Regions from separate parts of the Anas platyrhynchos genome. Here region 2 is linked to region 1. A link is a contact called in public Hi-C data. All regions are on one chromosome and are shown on one strand. The core of a region is the stretch at or near the end of the contact, and the rest is flanking DNA. Distances in the headings are between cores, read along the strand shown. Region 1 overlaps CACNA2D4 (calcium voltage-gated channel auxiliary subunit alpha2delta 4). Region 2 has its middle 15 kb from the start of CACNA2D4.

Evidence for each region. Hi-C and Micro-C count contacts between places; a contact is called where the count stands out from the background.
Region 2: a Hi-C map of small yellow follicle shows a contact between it and region 1, with 2.2 times the contacts expected there. The contact joins two enhancer-like sites. A contact is called at or near these places in 2 of 8 Hi-C or Micro-C datasets (small yellow follicle and subcutaneous adipose tissue).

The regions. Positions count from the first base shown.
Region 1 is chr1:64,452,705-64,455,595 of IASCAAS_PekinDuck_T2T, reverse strand. All of the region lies in intron 36 of CACNA2D4 (calcium voltage-gated channel auxiliary subunit alpha2delta 4), which reads left to right. All of the region lies in intron 1 of LOC140002752 (a long non-coding RNA gene), which reads right to left. It also overlaps the pseudogene LOC140001402. Among named protein-coding and RNA genes, the nearest start is that of LRTM2, 16 kb to the left of the region's middle. Within about 2 kb of position 1,390, at least 1 of the 8 cell types and tissues checked has an H3K27ac peak or open chromatin away from gene starts, as enhancers often do. A contact at or near this core is called in small yellow follicle, where this site is marked.
Region 2 is chr1:64,571,868-64,574,941 of IASCAAS_PekinDuck_T2T, reverse strand. No RefSeq gene overlaps it. Among named protein-coding and RNA genes, the nearest start is that of CACNA2D4, 15 kb to the right of the region's middle. Within about 2 kb of position 1,696, at least 3 of the 8 cell types and tissues checked have an H3K27ac peak or open chromatin away from gene starts, as enhancers often do. A contact at or near this core is called in small yellow follicle, where this site is marked.

The DNA of each region.
Region 1 (2,891 bases), core at 141-2,640:
CCCCACCTTTTCAGGCATTACACCAAAACCACAAGCAACTTGTGCCTTCTTGCAGAAAAATCTGTTTGGGTCTTGTCGTCTTCAGATATTCAGAGGCAATTTAAGTCCTCTTTTCCACACCCCGTGGCTTAGCCCCTCTGATGAATACCAGCCCAGCTCCAGGATAACGCAGAATTACTTTCAAGCAGTTTAACTGATAAGTATGTGCTGTAGCTCATAAATCCACTCTTGCAGGCAAGCTAGAAATCCCTCCAGACAGAGTCCAGACTGCGGCTGTGTTTGTATCTCGCTGCTTCCATATCTAGCTCGTGTTTGCTGGTTTGCTCTTTGCCCGGCAAGACGTATGTGTGAGACAGAGATAGAGAAATAGACACTTGGAATGTGCCTTGCTGTGTGAAGGAGAGGAAGAGGAGGAGAGCGTGGCTGGGGATGAAAAACCAAGGGTCCATGCGTGGGGGAGGGAGTGGCAGGGTGGAAGGAAACCATTGGGGCTGGAAGGAACGGGCTGCACGTGTTGTTAAGAACAGGCTGAAGATTTGTGCCAGGGATGTTAACATTTTCTTGACTGCCTGCCAAGGCTGGCGAATGCAAAACGTATGGCGAGGAGACATTTTCTGGGAGAGAAACTAAGTATACATGTATGTTTATTTGAGGTTATGTACGGAGGAATTAACAGTCGGGGATCTAATGTTCACCCCTGCTGTGTGCACCTCCGGCCCTGCAGCACTGCTCCTATTTCTGCTTCCCAAATTCTCGTGCTTTCTGGAAAGGCGAGGCTGGAGCATGGGCACGATTGATTCAGACTGCACTCCTCATGCAAATCTGCTTCTCAGGGATGGTGAGAAGACGTTTGCTGCCACAGCTTTTTCACTGCTCAGCATCTCTTTTCCCTCTGTTTGTAAGGGCTTCTGCTTCTATGGACATCACCACAGATTCAAAGGCCTTTAATTAAGCCCAAAATACTTCCCGCCAAGGCACGCAGCCTAGCAAGGAATATTTCTAGAATTCTGGAGCTCAGAAAAGTTTCTTTCTGACTGCATGGTAAAGCGCACAGAGGATAATCAACTGAAATCCGCATTTTGTATTTGTCAGTGGCAGATTTTTTCTCCTTCGTACCCGAGTAAATCCAGTGACTCGGTGCAGATATTGATGATTTATGGCAGTGGGAAAGGGTTCACAATCTGGGCTGCACTGTGTGCAGCAAGGAGCGGCGGCTGCCTTTGCTGCTCGGAAGGACTGGTTGCCAACAAAGTCTTTGTGGAAGTGCAGATGGTAGCAATGACAGCCAGGAATTAACTCACGCTTTGCTATAAAGTTTGCAATTTGTTATCAGCTCCTCCGACTGTTTACTAATCCCCGGCCACCAGACTCTCGGAGCTGCTGATAAGGTTTTGATGTCCAGCCTGTGCGCACAGAGCTCAGCCCCAGCGAGCTGCTGATGGTGTGCGTGCTGCCGGGCTCCTCTGAGCTCCCCAATACTGCTGCAGCTGCATTGCTTCCAGGCAAATTAAGTGGCAGCGGGCTTAAGCATAATCTCTGTCTCGGGTCTTGTCTCCGTGCAGAAGTCAGGGATTTGAAAGTGGCTTATTTTCATTTAGCCTGTGCCAAGAAACTGCTTTAAGATGGTCTGTGCAGGGGCCGTGTGCCAATGTAACCGCGTGGTGCGCGTGATGAGGTTAACCCAGAGCCAGTCTAATTGCCGGCGTCTGTGAGTCCTCCTCTTAGGGACTCAGCCCACGCTGCCAGGGGATGAAGAGCCCCTACAGGGGCCAGCCCTGGTGCATTTCTCATCGCTTACGGCCTTGGTCCTATGCGGGAGCTGAAGCAGGGCTGGTGCAGGTCGGGGCTGCGAGCGGGGCTGGGCTGGGCGAAGCTCCAGGTGTGCCCTGGCTGTGGGTTTGGCATCTTCTTCACTTAACTTCTCATTAAGGCCCCTTCTCAGGTCACCTTTGTGGTCGTCACAGCTGTCTTTCTGAGCAAGAAATGCCACAGCCTGCCCCAAAAGGTGTCTGCTGCTGTGACAGCCCTGGGCAGCACTGCCATGCGAACCAGAGGCTGACACAGCGGGACCGTGATAGTTGGTGGCTCAGGGATGGACACAGGGTCTGGCCACATGCATGTCCCTAAGACAGGCTGTGCCTGTGGCAGTCTGGCTGCAGGTTATGGCGTTAAAGCATTGTTTTCCCACTAGTACAACAAACTAAGGCTGAAGGAAAGAGCTCCCGCCCCGTTCTTCAGCCACCTTTAGTCCTTCAGGAGCTTCACTGGCCAGCTTATGGTCAGCCAGTAGCTGCTCGGAGCCGGAAAGCACTGGCAGCTTTTGTCATCAAAGCAGGAACGGAGATGGTGAGAGGCTTCCGTAGCGCTCGGTGAGGCCTTGACCATGGTGCAAATTACCCCTCAGGACCACGGACGCCCTCCCAATGCCTTTTTACCACACACTGACCGGCCCAAACCTCTGTGGCTGCGTTTTTCTACCAATATTCGGGACGAGCTGGTGGTCCCCAGGTCAGGGGGGCTGTAGCCCCTGGGCCTGGGGCCTGTGAGGCAAGGCCTCCATGCCCAGCCCCTGCAGCTGGTGTGGAAATGGTCCTCGTGCTTCTTGTCTGTGCCTCAGCTGCTTCTCCCCTAGCAGCACAGCCTCACATTTCGATCAGAGACGCTCCCCTGTGTGCCACAGAGGCAGGAGCTGCCTTTGCTACCTCCAGCTGCAGACAATAATTGCTGGGCTGGCCCAAGCGAGCGAGGCAAGGACTTTGCTGAGCGCCCAGAAATGATGCCCTCGCTTCTCTGGGGGGGCTCAGCCAGGCAGCTCAGCTCAGCCTCATCCCAAAATTAGCGTGGGAGCCCCACAGAGTGTGACTGGGGAGGCTCGGCCAGGCCTTCACGGC
Region 2 (3,074 bases), core at 447-2,946, 120 kb before region 1:
GAGAAAAAGCAAAATTCTAGTCATTGAAGTGAATAATGCACTAAAAAATTAATCGTCAGTCAACATACAAATAACTTCACTGCTAGTCCTGACTAAGGACTTTTAAGACACTCGTGAGTGCCAGCCTTTTCCAAACTGCTGTGGCTATCTCCAACAGGCTTGTTCTGACCTCTGGGCATGAATCTGCGTGGAGTGGAGCTGGGAGTACAGGAGGGGACTTGGCATATGCAAACAGGAGCAAAATGTGGTCCTGCAATAACCTGAAGAAACAAAGGCTGTAGTTTTATAAACACTTTAAGCTGGCTGTGGTGCTGAAGAGGCATCACATCCCAGCCACCCACTCTTGGCTGTTTACTTCTGCTCCCACACCGGTCTTTCCTTCCATCTCCCATCATTTTTCTCCTCCTTTGTTTTGATTAAGGCAGCTATGTGGTAAAATGTGTTGCAGCAGAATTGGTTGAGGTTAAGACTCCCTGCACTCAGAGGTTGGTTTAAACCTAGATGGATTTAGCGGGCAGCAGCACAGGCACCTGCACTGGTCTGAGGATGTGGGTGTGAGGCATGTGGTAAATGAGAGGGATCTGCAGAGAGGAAAGTGAGGTGGGAAGGTTGAGCTGCTCTGTTGCCTTAAACTGACTTGAATTTCTGTGAAACTGATCTGGATGCCGTTTGCCTCTTCATGTAGTACTCAGAAGATGCCACGAAGATCAAAATGTGACTTCATTGTTGTGCCCTACCTTGGCTGCTCGTGGAAGTCCATGAATGCGTTGGCAAATACCTCTGCAAAGGTCAGGTATTGTTTGTGAGCCTAAGCTCTCTAGGCTCTGTGCAGAGGCAGGGCAAGGACAGGATCCTGAGGGCAAGCCTGAGTACAAACCTAATTTAGCCAGGGAGATTAGATTGACTGGGCTAAAGTTAGCCTCTGCAAGCACCTTCCACAGCACTGCCACTGTCTTGTACTGAAACTACTGACAGCTGAGCCAGCCCCTACTTCTCCTCACAATACAGCAGCTTTTTGGGTGAATTTTCCCTTGTTATTTTTTTTTAATTCAGTGGAGACTATCATCAAACCTCAAAAGACTGCTCAGATACAAATCTTCCTGGTATGGAGGTGAATGAGAAAGGCAAGGAACAGATTGGATTTGTGTGTATGGCTGAGAAAACTACTGAAATGAACAGGAAATGAGCAGTGGTAAGATACAGGGAGGGAGGGAGAAAAAATATATATTTTAGGTCATTTTAAAGAACAGATTTTTGAGAAAAAGTGTGTCCTGTATATGATCACCTTTACATTTTAGCTCATGGAAAAAATTCTTGTTGTAAGTTGTCTACATTCATGCTGTTGAAGCTGAGTAACACCATGAAGTGGTTCCAAAGAATGAATTTAGCATTAGCATCTTGTATACACAATAGGAAGTCACTACATGTGTTTTGTGAGCAGCAACCTCAGTCACACATAATAAAAATAAATAAATGAAACTATTTGGGTTATTCATTGATTAAAATCCTTCTTATATTAGGGCACAAATTCTACAAAAATCAAAGCAAGTTCTGAGCTCATGACAATGTGTGCACTAGCAATATTTTCAATAGAGATATGAAAAAAAAACACCTCATGTTGTGTGGTAGCTAACCAAAAGTCAAGCAATTGAAACTATCGCAGCTTCCCTTACTATCAGTATGATAGCAGCCTGCTTTCAAGCCGTGGGGGAACTAGGGGAAACGATGACAACGTCCTGCAGCTGCTACCCTGTACACAGCTGGATGCTAAACCCATGGCTACGTCCTACACAATTAACTCTTTTCTTGCCTGGGTATCGCCACCCCGTGTTTTAGGCCCATCAGCTGAGTGCAGAGCTCCTGTGCTTTGGCTTGAACTCTGCTGGTGTGCACGTCTGTCACTGCAAATAGCTTTGGGTATGGCTATCAGCGCCGTATTTCTTCACCTGGTACCTGAAATCTACTTACAAAACCTACTGAAATAGAGACGGATGCTATTATTATGTCACTTCAAAACCTACCCGGTGTGTTTTTCTCCAGCACTTGCCTGTAAGCACGGCATGTAGCAGGCCGGCAGGATGGAGCGTGCAGCCTCTTGGCAGCACTCCCGGTGTAGGGCCACTCGGGCTGGGAACAAAAGCTCTGCTTTCCTTCATTTTTACTGCTGCTTAGCCGTCTGGCTCGCTGACGGTCTCCTTCTTTCCACTTAGAGCAGTAGCCCCAGACCTACCACTTAGTAAAAGTGTCTGTGGGCCTCATTCCTCTAGAATTTTTATTGTTTGTTATGCCTGAGGATCTCCCCTTGGGTTCTTACCAGGCAAATCCTGCACTCCCTGGCCTCTCCCGCTGATGCAGCCAGCTGTGGCCTGGAGTTTGAATTAGAGCATCAGTCAGGGTGTAGTATCATAGCCTAAGCCTGGGGTCCCATGCTTAGTGCTTAGTGTTTGGCAATAGAGGTAGTGATTGCCACCTCTTTTCAGAGCCGTGTTTGTATGCACAACCCATTTGTTCCCACTGTCTCATCCTCTTACCATAGCCTTTTCCCTTCCTGCTTCCACACCTGACACTAAACTAATCCCTGACTGCAGGGGGGCTGTTAAATCCAGCAATCGAAAGTTCTTCAGTGTGAAGTGCCCTGAACCAGCCAGCTGACCAGAGCTGAAGACAGTAAGCACTTATTTCTGAGCCATCAGCAGGCGGTCAAAGCAAGCAGGCTTTGCAAAGGAGGGCACTTTGCAAGTGCTGCTGTGCATACCCTGAAGAAATCAGCTACCAAATTGAGAAGATTTTGGAGAGAAAATACCAATTTAGGAAGTGATAGAAAGATAAAAGTTGGTATTTCTTCTTGTCACACCATAACCTTTTTTCTTTATGCTGGTGCTGAGGGAGCAGGTCTGTATATAGAGGTGGTGGGATGGGGAAGATTGGCAGGGTCAGGTACAGGATGGAAGGACACAGAAGTTGTGGTCAATATTCAACCCACAGTTGTCTGCTCATTTTCAGGAGGATGACAATAGCAGTGATTTTGTTATCCACTTAACCATCTTGGGATGAGAGCTCTTGGATGATTTTAA